2 separate regions of the Arachis hypogaea genome follow, and region 2 is linked to region 1. The links are chromatin contacts, called in public Hi-C maps. All regions are on one chromosome and are shown on one strand. Each heading gives the region's core, a stretch centred on a gene start, on an enhancer-like site or on the middle of the called end of the contact. The rest is flanking DNA. Distances are from core to core; before and after follow the strand shown.

The links. A called contact is a pair of places that touch in the nucleus more often than the background predicts.
Region 2: a Hi-C map of leaf shows a contact between it and region 1, with 1.8 times the contacts expected there. The contact joins the promoter of LOC112707053 here to the enhancer-like site in region 1. A contact is called at or near these places in 3 of 8 Hi-C or Micro-C datasets (leaf and an unstated tissue).

What each region holds. Positions count from the first base shown.
Region 1 is chr8:32,639,359-32,647,082 of arahy.Tifrunner.gnm2.J5K5, reverse strand. No RefSeq gene overlaps it. Among protein-coding and RNA genes, the nearest start is that of LOC112708397, 14 kb to the right of the region's middle. Within about 2 kb of position 3,467, at least 2 of the 3 cell types and tissues checked have open chromatin away from gene starts, as enhancers often do.
Region 2 is chr8:32,692,514-32,700,237 of arahy.Tifrunner.gnm2.J5K5, reverse strand. It overlaps LOC112707053, which reads right to left and starts at 4,987. Exons shown (of 3, transcript XM_025758611.2): 1 at 4,660-4,987; 2 at 4,441-4,570; 3 at 2,183-2,983. The coding sequence starts at 4,792. The coding sequence ends at 2,293. It overlaps LOC140174709 (protein MAIN-LIKE 1-like), which reads left to right and starts at 7,269. Exons shown (of 3, transcript XM_072200210.1): 1 at 7,269-7,724. The coding sequence starts at 7,269. It also overlaps the pseudogene LOC112708613.

The DNA of each region.
Region 1 (7,724 bases), core at 2,218-4,717:
TTGGCATAGGCATATTGCAAGTTATAATAGGAAATAAAAAAATTAAATAATAATTAAATTATTTAGTATTTAAAGTTTTGAAAGGTATTTAACTTTTAAGTAATAATGCATATATTACATAAAGAAAAATAAAGAATTTAAGTTGCCAAATAGTACTCCAATAATAAATTAGTAATAAGCATCTTGGAGAGTACCACTACGTGATAAGCTTTAATTTTGAAAAGAAAAATTGCAAAAAGTAAAATGAATTTCATAATCAGTTATTTGAAATAATTACCTTTTACATAAAAAAAAATGTTATATTTCGGCTGAAAAATAGTTTTAATATATTTTTTATAATAACAATAAATTACATATTTATATGATAAACTTAGTAAAAATTATATAAAATAATTATTTATACCATTTGATGTTTATAACTTTATATAGATTCAATTTAACAAATTCGTTATTTAATAATTCGTTAAAAAACTTCAGATTATTTCATTCACTACAACCTAATTATTCGTTCATATGCAATATTTATATGGCTATAAATTTGATGTTATAATATTAATTTTAAAATTTTTTATTAAATGAAATAATTTCACAATTTAAATTATATTATGATTTTATATTTTTTGTAAAGTATTTTACTATCTTAATTGCAATTCAACTTCCTAAAGTGAACTTGTGGGGTTTTTTATTTATATAAATATATGAAAATATATTTGATCCGTCACCTTATAATTCGGTCTTTATTGTGCATTATAAGTTATAACTCGACCTTAATTATCATTCATTCTGTAACCGACACTTTCATTACCGACTTAATGACCATTATTCTGACTTAATGATCAACGGTCATACCATAAATTCTATTCATCAACTTTATGCCTATAAAAGACACAAATTTTCATATACACAATACATTCTAGAGACATTTTAGATATATTCTATATACATTCTATATTCATAGAATTATTATAATATACAACACATAATGACTTCTATTTCATGTCTTACGTTCTATATTCATAGAATTATTCTTATATCTTTTAAACACTTACTGACTTGAATGTTGGAGTGTCTTTTGTAGGTACCCATCTCCTTGTTCTCTCCTTGCCAACGTATAACTCATTGCAACAAGAAGGGTTATACACCGGCCAAACTCAGCAAGAACAATATTAATTCCCAAAATATGTATCTAGTGAAAATTTTTTAAGAATGTATTTTTGTCATTTCATATGGAAAACCTAGAAATTGAAATTCTGATTTATTTCAAATATCTATGAAAATGAGAGAATTCATGACTGATGCATGGGAAATGATCCAAAATTCTATTTGGTAGGTCGTTCCCATATAAAAGAGTATCATATGTAGAAACGTATTTTTAAAAGACTTTCATGAGATATGATTAATATTATATATATTTTTTGGTAAAATATATTTTATATATTTTTTGAAATTTAAAAAAAAAAACCCCGAACTTGTGGAGTTGTGTAATAGTGGGTCGAACCTTGTTTTTCCGGGGTTTGTTTAATTGAATAACGTTGAGTGGTTAGGGCTGAAAAAATATCTGGCTGGAAAAAAGCTGGTTATTTGGACGGGAGAACTGCTTTGAGCCACTAGATTTTGATAATGAGAACCACCGAATACAGCTTTTCTTCCAACCAAAAGCTTTCAATGATAAGATCTTCAAATGATTCCATATTTCTTGAAGAAAAATGGTATATATATTATTACCTTTTTTATATTAGGTTTGGAAACGAAATTTTATCACTTGGAGCCTTGGAGGGTTATTCAATGAGAAAAAATTTTGGACACAAACTATAAAAAAATGCTTGAGAGTCAATATAATTTATTATTTATTACTAACAGTTAATTATTAATGTTTAAAAAATTTAGTTAAAAATATATTGTTAAATTATTAAACTAAAAAATTAAATTAATAATTATAAATAATTTAGAGGAGTGTTAAAAGTCAGTAAATTTTATGATTTGTAGTCATCAATTAATCATCAATATTGTTTTTAGAAAAAGTATATGGAACCAACTCCTAATCAGCTAAGAATAGAACAACTTAATTAATTATAATTATATTAATAATTAATTTTTAAATTTTTAAATTTAAAATTTAAAAAATTTAAAATTGATAAATAAACCTAATTAAAACCTAAAAAAATCTTTTTCTTCTCTCTCACATTAACCTACCCACCTCCAACAACCATATAGACAGACCTCTCTCTCTCACCGCAGAAACCAAACCGAAATGGATCATTCTCTTCATTGAAGAAAGAATAGGTTCAAATTTTTATGATGACAGAATCTACTTCTCAAAAATCAAATGCAAGAACACTTTCAATTGTTTTCCCTGCAACTAAAATGAAAGGTGAATTGGGATTAATTGTTTATCTTCTTTTTTTCCTTTAGGTATTCGATTAATAGTTAATCTGACATAATATTGACCATGCTATCTGATTTTGGTCTTTTTCTACAAAATACACATACAGCAGAAATTTTGAATTTCCCGTTAAACTAAAACAGGGTTCAGAGCAGGCATTTAAATGGGCTGGTAGCCTCCAAATACCCACACAAGTACACAAGTTTCAGAGTCCAAACTCCGTGTTTTACAAAATATTACTTCAGCAGTTCCCTCTTAGTGTATCACAATCGCCAGCTGCAATGATGCCTGGTAGTTACACAGAAACAAAAAATGTTGCTTGCGAAAAAATTACATAAATATAAAAAAATATTTATTTAATAAAAAAAAATCCAAATACTTAACAAAAGAAATATTTAGGTATATTTTGGCAAAAAAAATTAGATATCTATAAAATTTAAAAAAAAATATGAAATTCTTAAAGAAATAGAGACATTCATACTTGCAATACAAAAAAATTCAAAAAAGATATAAAATAACATCTATTTGATATGAAAAAGAAACATTCCGATACTTAAAAGAAGAAACATGCATGTATATTAACTTATTTTTATTAAGATGAGTTTCGAGGTCCAACCCATTAAAAAATTGGCAGGAGTTAGCTGAATCCCCTCTTGATTTTCTAATAAAATTATTGTTTTTTAATAATATAAAATTTTATTCAATAATATAAAATTACTCATTTTTCTTTTTTTAATTAAATATTGACTAAATTTTAATAAAAATACTACTCCTAGACTTTCTCAATAATAAATTCTGCTTTGAGCATTTCTCAATTCATATAATGATTTTGACCTAACATAATCTATCTTGAGCCTCCATTTTATTGGTCGTCTATTTTGAGAGCCTCGAATAATTAAATTAACTTTAGGTGGAGACGGTAGACGGTAGACGTGGAGTGATTTGGCTAAAAAAAAAACAGTAATCTGGAAATTTCTCAGTTTTGATCAAAATTAGAGTGACAATTTTCATTCTCTAGCAATGATTCTTGAAGTTCTTTTTGGTTTTCCGGCAGAGATTGTTGAAATGTTTACAGGCCGAGGTCTGCAATGCATTCATCATGCTAATAGTGACTCCAATCATAGGCCCAAACCATTAACTTTCTTTCGTACATGGGCCTAAACCCTTAACTCATATTTTCAATTATATTCCCAACAACTTTACCTGTCCAAAAACTAATTTTTCGCTGAATGTCACCTCTAGAAACCCTGAATCCCATCTTGACTAATAGTCCATCTGTCATAAAAAACAATTCCACGTTAGTTTTTACATCATAAACAGAAAATAGAAATTCAAAACATATATCTATTCTTTATTAGAAGAAATTAACTTTAGTTTCTATCGTAATCCCACTTAATTAATTAATTAAAATACTTAAAATTAATATAATTAATTTTTTAATAATATTATTTAAATTTATAAATTTAAAAATAATTCACTATTAAAAAATATTAATATTAAATAAATTCATATATAACAATAATACACAATATATAATTCAGAATTACACTAATTTAAAAAATTCTTTAATATAAAAAACATAATTAAATTTTATAAGCATCGTAAAATTACCATATGTATTTAATTAAACTTTAATTAATTATTAAAATTATTAATAAATTAATTATGATTTAATTATTTAAATAATTAATATAAATTATGAATTAAATAAAAATATAATTATTTATTATAATTATTATTAATTTAATTATTATTTAATTATTTAATATAATTATTTAATTATTTTAAATTTTATATAATTATTTATTTTTATAATAATTTGTCAAATAACAAATTATTATTGGTTAATTTGAGTTCTTGCTTAGAGGGACTCCCTCACTTTGAGATCCGTACAGGAACTCGCTTCTTCTTCTCTATAACGCTCCCATCCTTCTTTTGTTAGAAACACGGCCTCACCATCAGTCCATTGGAGTTGGTCTTACACTACAAATTACAAGAAAAGGTTTATAAAATAGAAAGGCTACCAAGACCTTATTAAAAGAACTGCACATCCTATTATGTGTTTAATTTTTTTAGTTTAAAACATAGTTGATTAATTAAGGATAAAATTAATATTTAAATTGATTTTAAAAATATATTTGTACTTTAATTTGATACTTAAAATTTTAATTTACTTAATTTGATCCCTCAATTTGACATTCATAATTCAAATTAATCTCTAATTCTATCTTTTTGTAACATTGTTAATAATATGCTAAGATAAATTGATAGCTGTCAAATTTGAATAAAGTACTGTTTTGGTCTTCAATATTTGAGGTGAATTTTATTTTGATTCCAAAATGTTTAAAATAATATCAATGTTATCTCATGGTTACATCCCTCACTAACACTTAATAAAATTGATGTACTATTAATAATATTTTTGTTAAAACTATGTTTACTCAACTCACCTTTACCTTTTCAACAAATCTAAACTTCATTCTCCTACTCTCTTTTTTCTCTTTTTTAAATTTGTCTTAGAGAATTAATAGTGTAAAAAAAAATATAAGAATGGAATTTGGACTTGTTGAGAGGATAAAGTGGAAAAAGGAGGTTGAACAAATATAACTTTAACAAAAATATTACTAATAGTATATCAGTTTTATTAAGTGTTAGTAAAAAAATTGACAATAAAATACCATTAATATCATTTTAAATGTTTTGAGATAAGAATAGGAGGATTAAAACATTAAATACTAAAATATGATTAATTCTAAACTAAAACAATATTTTACCTTAAATATTTCATAAGAAGTAACTTGAGATTAAAAAAAAAGTTTCAACTATTACTTTAAATAGCTGTCAAGAATTTAGTAAAATAGCTATTAATTCATCTCAATAAATTATTAATTATTTTGTGACAAAAATAATATAAAAAATAATATAAATTACAAATGCTAAATTAAAGAATTAAATTAAGTAAATCAAAATTTTAAAGATCAGATTAAATACGCAAGTATAATTTCAAAGAGTAACTTGAGTATTAAGTCAAGGATATGAACTTGTGAAATCATGTGAGTTGAGAAAATTTAAATCATATAAAAACCAGAAAATGATTATTGTCTTTTTCTAATTGATAATACTATTCTTCTATTGTATGCATTTTTTATAATTATCCTAAACTCCTACGAGTTCTTCCTATCAATCTGGCATAATAATAAAACAATAACGACGAAGGGTAATTTAAAAAATGTATATATGAAAAGAGAATAAAATTATTAAATTTAAAAATAATAACATAATTTCTCAAAAACTTTAGTTGTTTGAGATTGATCATCTGGACAAAATGAAAATCAATATTTAATAAAAATTATTAATATTTAAAATGATCTTTAAAATTTGATTTCTAACTCAATTTAATCTTTTAATTTTTAATTAATTTATATTGTACTCTAAAATTTTAAGACATGATTCAAGTTAATTCTTACATTTATTTTTATTATTGGAACATAACATGACATGATTAAACGACATTATTTTATGTTATTTTATTATTTGAGTCAAAATCACGTTATTTTACTCCTTTTTTTTTCTTTTTTTCTTCCTCCTCCTCAATATTTAAATTTCTCACCATTTTATTGTCATCACTCTTAATTATATCTTTTTAATTCTACTGTTCTCTTTATCACCACCACCACTATTCTCTTCTTTTTCACTTTTTTAGTATATTGTTTAGAGTACCATTTTAGCAAAAATAAAAAAAAAATTCTTAAATATTTCATTTTTCATTTTCCATTTCATAAAAAATTTAGGTAATAGTGTATGAAGGTGGAGGTGCGATTATTATGGTGGAAAAAAACTATACATTGAAGATGAAGGTTTTCTTGACAGGGTTTAGTTGTTATTTATTTATTGGTCCATGCTTAAATGATGTAACTTATTTGGTTATGTGAATTTAGATGAGAAAAATGATTTCAATATATACATTCACTCAGATTTAATAATGACAAAATAGGGTTAATTATTATTAAAGCTAAATTTAAATGACATGGTGAGATGAAGGTAGGGGGAGAAGAGGGGGAATGTGGTGGTGGTGATAATAGTGAAGGTAGTAAAATTGGAAAAGTATGATTGAGAATGATAGTAATAGAGTAGTGGGAGGTTAAGACACTGAGGGAAAGAAAGAAAAAAAAGGAGATGAATAAAATGATGTTGTTTAGACGTAAATAATAAAATAATATTGTTTAATCATGTCATTTTTTTAATAACAAAAATAGATAGAAAAATCAATTTGAGTTAGGCTTTAAAATTTTCAAATATAATTAAAATTAATTAAAAATTAAAGAACTAAATTAAATTGAAATTAAATTTTAGAGACCATCTTAAATATTAAGACCTCAAATAATGTGTTTTGAAATAGTGTTAAGCATGCATTTGAAACCATATAATGACCTACAAATACAAAAAATGTATTCAAAGGAAAGTCAAAGACTCGAAGAATAAACACGAAGATAACATTCTTAAATATTCTAAGAAATAATAAAAAGAAGAGCGTTCCCCAAAGCTCAGTTGAATAGCTTAAGATATACCTGATTAGGATAATGAATTAAAAAAGGTTCATGAGTATAGAGGGAAACGAATGAGAGTGAGTTCGTGTTTTCATCGCCTAAGACTAGAACAGGATCGTAAAATTCAGACATGAAAATTAAACACTTGCAAGTAATGGTAATAACAAGGGAACAAAATTTAGCATCTTCTCTCGACAGTGCTGGTTATTAATAGAGGTAATGGCCAAAATAATTTCTGAAATTTTTAATGCGCTTTAGTTATGTTCTTAATTTTTTAAAATGATTAAATAAATTTTTTAAATTACAAAATATAAATCTCTGTTCATATTTTTATTAACTAATATTAGTAATATGTTGATGTAGACTGTTAGTTATCATATTAACTGTATGATATAGATTATGAGGTAAATACTATAATAATATATTTAAAATGGTATTTTAAATTATTTGTTTGTACTCAATTTAAACCATTCATTAATTTTAAAATCTTAAAGCCCCAAATTTAAGAATCATCACAGGAACAGCTCCTCTTCTCTTTGGTTCAAGAGAAATCAATATATGCAATAGAAGTTATCCAACCAAAAAAATTAAATTTTCTAAAAGCAAAATGCAATCAATGTCAAACATTAAAAATTCTAATTTCTTTGGTTCACCACCAACATCCAAAGAATTCGCAGCATAAACTAAGTCAAACACATTGTGATAGAACGAAAATCTATGATCTAAACTCAAATAAAGAAGTTATAATGACTTTTAAACTGCCAAAAAAAAAAAAGAAAAATATACGTTAAATC
Region 2 (7,724 bases), core at 3,738-6,237, 52 kb before region 1:
GGTTCACAAAACAAAAGCAGTTTTTATAACTAAACACAAAGAACACAAAACATAGAACACGACCTTACTTGAACAGGATCTGTTCTATAGGCTCGTACATCTGTATCCTTGAGTTCTAAGAAGACAGGAACCAAAGTCTGGCGGATGAACTATGACCGCGAGGTCAGAGTGTGATTAATTGTTCCAAAGCGCATGCCATCTGAACGGTGGAGGATCGTTCGCGCTACAACCTTGTGGTCGAGATGGTCTCACGGTGTTCTGACAGACTCAAATCTTTTTTCCCTAGCCATTTAATTAGTTATTTTCTCTAAATACTTATTTCCTGGTTCATCAAAACATGAAACACCCAATGAGTTGATTTTTTCTTTCAATTTCAGAGAGAAATGGGATCGAGGTAAATTGAATTTCTACACAATAATAAAAATATAACTTTATTTTTTAATGTTTATAGAAATTATATATTTATTCCTCTTATAAAAATATTTAATTACAAAATTACCCTACTTTAGTTAACATATTAACTTTTATTGAGTTAAATTAACTCAAACTAAAACTAAGCATCCAATTAAAGCATATCACATTACGAGGGGTAATTTACATATTGAAATAGAGGAGGTTGAGTAGAACTCACCTTGATATATATATATGAGAAAATTAATAAGTGACAACATGATTATTGTGATAGGTAATTATTCATTGTATATTATTTTCAAAAAATTCTGTTGACTACTACAATTATAAAGTTTTGTTTTTTAATCTTTTAGCAAATACAAATATGACAAAATAATGAAACCTAGCTAGACTTGAACGAAGGCAAGTTGAAGGTCATAAAGGCAAAAAGCGGATTGGGGTTTTTCATTTTTCGTCATCAGTATTTTCTAATTCGACAGATTAAGAATTAATTCGACATAAATTTAAATTTTATTTAAAGATCTGTCATTGGTCAATAAACTATTATATGTATAAAGCGAGATTCGAGTCTCCAACGCTTATTTAAACTGACTAATAAGTTGACTACTCCACTATCTCAAATTAGTTAAAAGCAAATTGGTGTTAATGGTGGGTGGGGAACCCAAGCACGTGCATATGAGGCCCAACACTGTGTAATCTCAACATCATTTCTCTCATGAGGCCGGGCCCGGCCCATAAAACAAAATAACTTCGCTGCGTCTCATGCAACACTATACTCTCTCCTCTCTTCTATAACACTCATTTTCCTGTGATCTAAACACCAATCAAGCTAAGTTAGGGTAGTTAATCAAATCAATTTTGGCTAAACTAAACTATTGGGACGTACTTCTCTTTTTCCTCTCTCTCTCGTCAATTCCCCTTATTAGATCATTGATCTGGCTTTAGTTTAATCTAGTTTGTTTTATCCTTTTACGAAATTCGATTTTTCACCTTTCATAATCATAAATGCATGCTTTGGAATCAAACTGCAAGTCTGGAATCATCAGTAGTGGTTCGGATCCTGTTGTATGTTGTTGATTCTATCTCCATGGATTTCAAGCATTTTATTATGATCCACGTGTAAACTATTTAGAAGTTAGTTAGGTGTGATGATGTAAGCAGTTAGTTATTTTCAGTTTTCTGTTTCACTGTTCTTGCTTCCTTCCTACTCAAGGCAGCTGATATATATTTACCATTAGTGAGAGTGATCAATTAATGAAATTCACTCTCGCTTTCTCACATTTCTCTCTTTCACAATACATTTTAATAATATATGTGAAAATAATGGGACAATTTTTGGCTTCTAGATCATATGTATAAATAATTTATAGTCACTAAAAAATACTTTTTAAAATCATATAATTACTTAAGGTCAAGAATTCAAATGGTGAAAATAATCACTGATCACTTATATAACTATTATTATTATTAAGATGAGTTGCATATATTATATCACTTTAGTGTGATCATTTTTTAGATTCTGCATTAAAGTAGAATGTTTGTACATCGATATTCTTTATATAATTACTTAAAAATGTTACATGAATACTTAATAAACAGAAACTATGACATTGAATTTTAATTTTAATCATTTATATAAAATTTAACAATTAAGAAATGAAAAATATTCTTCTTATTTAGATACCTTATAACGTGGCTTAAAGTGATTCGTTTAACAAAAATCCATATATTTTTCATACCAAAATATCAAGGTCGCAGTCACAGATACAAGTTTTGATTCTTCGAATATGGGCCATTACTTTATTTACTTATCTTTCATTATAATTATTCATTCATTGAATAATAATTATTGTACAGAAGAAGTTAATAATAACAATCTCATCATGTAAAATTGCTTTGAGTCCACAGATCTAAATCATCATACACAGCCACAGGACAAACATACGGGTCCACAGAAGGCGTAAGTAGTTCATTTGGAACACAAGACAAATCTACAGCATAATGTTCTGTCCAAAACACTTCATCAAAAGCTTTCGCTGTTGTTTCTGCAAAGGTAAATAAGTTATCATTATTCTCTGCACTTGATAATGATGATGATTGCGGAGACAGCAATTCCGAAGAATCCGAGATCTGCGTAGTAGTAGCGTCCAATGAAACAAAACCACCGTTACAATTGTCTATTTGTTCAGCTAGAAATGTCTCTGACCACAGATTTTCAATTGCGTGCTGTGTATAATAATTCAAAAAATCGATGTCGTCAAAGTAGTCTGAATTATTTTCGTTATGATTATTAGTTGCGATTATTGTGGAGGATAATTGAGGGGACAAGGGGCCAGAGACAGTGTCAGAAGAGGTCTGAGGAGAATATTGAAGTGAAGCGTTATTGTTATTATTAGGGTTGGTGGTGGTGTTCACTGCGGCAATGGCAGCGGCAGGGGCGGTGGCAGCGGCGGTGGCCTTAACCTTTTGACGTGTGTTTCTCTGATGAGAGCGCCTCTTGAGGGAGGAGTGCCAATGATTCTTTATATCGTTATCTGTTCTTCCTGGTAGATTGGATGCAATCACAGACCACCTGTTGATAAGACACACAAACTTTCATCGGATTTTTTACACAAAAAGATATAACTATTAGAGATATAAATACAAGGAATGTAGGACAGTAATTTTTGTGCTTTGTAGCCATAAAGTTATTAATGATATTTTTAATGATGTGAAATTTTATTCAATGGTGTAGCATTACACATTTTTGTTTTGCTAGTTACATACTGGCTAGGATTTAATAAAATTGTTGGCTCCTAAACTTTTTCTATAAGTATTTGTGTTTTTACACAAAGAGACTTGCACCTGCAACCTCTTAGATGAGTATGAAGAGACTATGTCATTTGAGTTATAGTTTCTTAACAAAATTTAATATTTATTAAAATTTAAAAAAGTATAAAAAAAATATGTTAAAGATATAATTATTAAAAGGGTTAACTACCAAAAATGCCTCCAAATTATTCGAGCGCTGACAAAAATACACCACAATTTTACTATCGACAAAAATGCCTTCAAATAATTTAAAAACATAACAAGAATACCCAACAATAAATATATATTTTCAAAATATACCTTAGAGATTGAATTTTTATACAATTATTATCCTTAAAATTTGGTAATTTTTTGTTAAATATATATTTTTTTATAATTTTTTTTGTTAACAACTAATAAAACTTTAAAAAAAATCACAAAAAATATATACTTAGAAAAAAAATCACCAAATTTTAAGAGTAATAATATCTCATTTTTCGAATCATGCTTGCAAAAAATTGCATCAAAATTCAATCTCTAATATATATTTTTTGAGAAATGCATATTTAATGTTAGATTTTTTGCAAGATTATCTAACATTAAATATGTATTTCTCAAAAAATTTATTAGAAAATGAGTTTTGATGCGATATTTTGTAAGCATGATTAGAAAAATAAGATATTATTATTCTTAAAATTTGATGATTTTTTGTTAAGTATATATTTTTTGTGATTTTTTAAAAGTTTTATTGGTTGTTAACAAAAAAATTATAAAAAAATATATACTTACAAAAAACTACCAAATTTTAAGGATAATAATATTTCATTTTTATAATCATGTTTGAAAAGAATCATATCAAAATTCATTCTTTAAAGTATTTTTTGAAAATATATATTTACTTATGGGCATTCTTGTTGCGTTTTTAAATTATTTGAAGGCATTTTTGTTGATAATAAAATTTGGGTGTATTTTTGTCAGCATTTAAATAATTCGAGGACATGTTTATTGGTTAACCCTATTAAAAAAAAGTGATTTGATGATGATGGTAGAATGTAAAACTCTTGCTTCTTTAGTTAAAACAAAAAAAAAAACATTCTACTTTAAAATTTGGACCAGTATTTTTGGTAGAACATTCCTTAGCAAACTTCACTTAAAAACAAGGGTTAAAGTTTAAATCCAAGTGCGATACACTTGATGAGAAATGAAAAAGTAGTATAAGAGAGTGAGAGAGACATATACTTGTTTCCTATCTTCTTGTGCATTGTAACAATAATATCTTCTTCTTCTTGAGTGTAGTTCCCTCGTTTGATGTTGGGCCTCAGATAATTGAGCCATCTCAATCTGCAACTCTTTCCACATCTTGCCAGACCTAATCAATCAACAACGCACCAATTATATAACTAATTAATTAATTAATTGATTTCTGTAAAATCAAAGTTGAGTGTTTTACACTTTTACCTGCAAACCTAGGGAGTTGTCGCCAATTCCAGGAACCATACCTAGTAATATAAGCAATTAGCTTGCTATCTTCTTCGGGAGTCCAAGCACCTTTCTTCATTCCACTTTTGTCAACGCAACGGGTTCTCGCCATTTTTACATGTAAGAATAATAGAGTATTATTTGTCTTCTCTCGCCATAAGCCTACTCTTCACTTATTTATACACAGGACGCACACCACTAAAACGTGTTCCATGCACTTTAATTTTACGCAAAAAAAGTCACCCAAAAAAAAAATTTTACGCAAAAACAAACACTACTACTACTTCCTTCATTTCCTTGCATATCCGATAATAATACCTGTATCTTCGGTTATATAATTATTACACTTCTCGTTTTTTTTATAAATAAATAATTAATTATTTTATTTAAAAAAATATGTAATTTGTAACGTATTTACCTATTTATAACATATTGATTTATTTTGTTTACACTTTAAATGAGATATATAAAATTTTAAAAAATATACAAATTTTGTTTACAATTAAATTAATATTATTTTTTTTTAAAAATCAACTTATTTGAATTAGTACTCAAAGGAATATATAGAAAATAGGTTGATATTATTTTAATTATAATTTTTTTAATAATAATACATATATTTTGTTTTTATACTATAAATAAGATAAATCAATATAAGATAAATTAGTAGACATGCTATAACTTATATATTTCAGTAAATAAAATAATTAAATTATTTATTTATAAAAAAATCCTTACACTTCTAGCTAGATTTAATTTTAAATAATACAAAATTATTTTGCTCTTATCTTTTATTTAAATGTTTTATTTCTATTTTATTACTTATTTTTAAAATTTTAGTGAATATATATTATAATAATTTTAAAATATTTTAAATTTTTTAATGTGTTTAATATATTGATAATGTAAAAATTATCTTTTAATATGAAGTTTCTAATTCTATGATGTTTTACTTATTTGCAAAACTCATCACTTTTTAAAAATAAATATTTATTTTGAATCAAACTATATAGCTAGCTTTTTCCTTAAAATAGTCATTTATATAAATAAATTGTACTAATGGAAGGACCTACAAATTTAAGATTTTGCTCTGATCAGTTATGGAAATGAAAATCAGTCTCTCTCTTTAGCTGAAATAGTTATACAGGTACGGAAAAATTAATGGTAAGGACGTGTAAGGGCACAAATAAATAAATAATCAAAGGGAAGGGCTATATAACTTTAAGGGTAAAAAACCCAAATGAGTCAAGGGGAGCTCACTTTAACCCAAATCAACTAAATCAAATTTCGATACCTCAATCCACCAGAACTAATTTTTATATAATTCGAATCAATAGGATTCGAATCAAGTTTCCACGTAATTCGAATTGATTCAATACGAATTACTTTCAAGAACTATTCCAAGGTAATTCGAATCAATAAAAAACGAATTATGCATGCAAAATTCCTTAGTAATTCGAAACGACTAACTTCGAATTATAATAGGGTAGTTCGAATTATATCAATTCGAATTAGATGGAGAAGGGCACACGAGTGAGGTTCGAATCATATTGATTCGAAATAGGTGAAGTTGGTGACACTAAGTAATTCGAATCTACTTGATTCGAATTACAAGAGTTTTGGCTATATAAGGAGTTCGAACCAAGTTCATTCGAATCACTTTGTCATTCTCATACCCCACCAAATCCCAGAGAAAACGACCAACATTCGGGTCGAGTAAGACCAGAGCGGCATATTCAGGCGATGGGGGACGATCCGGGGAGGCTTTATCGTTTGGATGGAGTTGCTCATATCGCCGGGGTGATCAACGACGAGGTTAGTGGTTTATGATGTTGCGCTATTGATAGTGTTTTTTGTTAGTGGTTTATGGTAGTGGTTGATGAAAGCGGTTTATGATAGTGGTATTTGTTAATGGTTTTTGATAATGGTTTATGTTACTGTTAGTGGTTTAGGATAGTGGTTTAAGATAGTGGTTTATGATAGTGGTGTAGGCAAGTGGTTTTTGTTAATGATTTTTTATAGCAGTTTATGTTAGTGTTAGCGGTTTAAGCTAGTGGTTTGGGCCAGTGGTTTTTGTTAGTGGTTTTTGTTATTGTTTTTTGTTAGCGGTTTTTGTTAATGGTTTTGGATAGTGGTTTTAGTGACGGTTAGCGGTTTAGGGTAGTGGTTTATGATAGAGGTATATGCTAGCGGTTTTTGTTAACAGTTTTACTTGTTAGTGATTGTTGTATTTGTTAATGTTTTTGCACGTGGTTCATGTTAGCGGTTTGTGTATACAATGTTGGTCGCTTGTTTCATATATGTTGTGTCGCACGATTTCTTTTTTGGTTCTTTATGAAATAAATTGTATATGTTAGTGGTTTGTGCATCTGTTCTAATTATGCGGTTTATCTACTGGCCAGCCTCGTCGTTGCATATCCAGCGTTAGGCGGCAGCAGGGGATGCGTCTTCATGAGAGGTACGTTCCGTACTTGCAGATGGCCGGATTGTACCATCTTGCGAGACTGAACGACAGATGGTTCCGACTAGACGATCCCCTAGTCAGCGCATTCGTCGAGAGGTGGCGGCCTGAGACGCACACCTTCCACATGCCGTTCGGAGAGTGCACCATCACGCTTCAGGACGTCGCATATCATCTGGGGTTGCCAGTGGACGGACCTTACGTCAGTGGTTGCCTGACAGACTTCCACCTTTACATTGAGGGTGGGAGGCCAGCTTGGCAGTGGTTCCATGAGTTGCTCGGTGTTTTACCTCCCGAGAACCAGGTTCAGAAATTCGCAGTCAACTGCACCTGGTTCCAGGAGTCACTTGGAGAGTGTCCCGATGGGGCTAATGAGGAGACAGTTAGGCGCTTTTCCCGTGCCTATATCATGATGTTATTGGGCACGCAGCTGTTTGCTGACAAGTCCGGCAATCGTATACACATCAGATGGCTACCCTATGTTGCTCGGCTTGAGGAGATGGGTGGCTACAGTTGGGGGTCGGCGGCACTAGCATGGTTGTACCGGTGCAGGTGCCGAGTCGCCAACAGACATGTCGTGAAG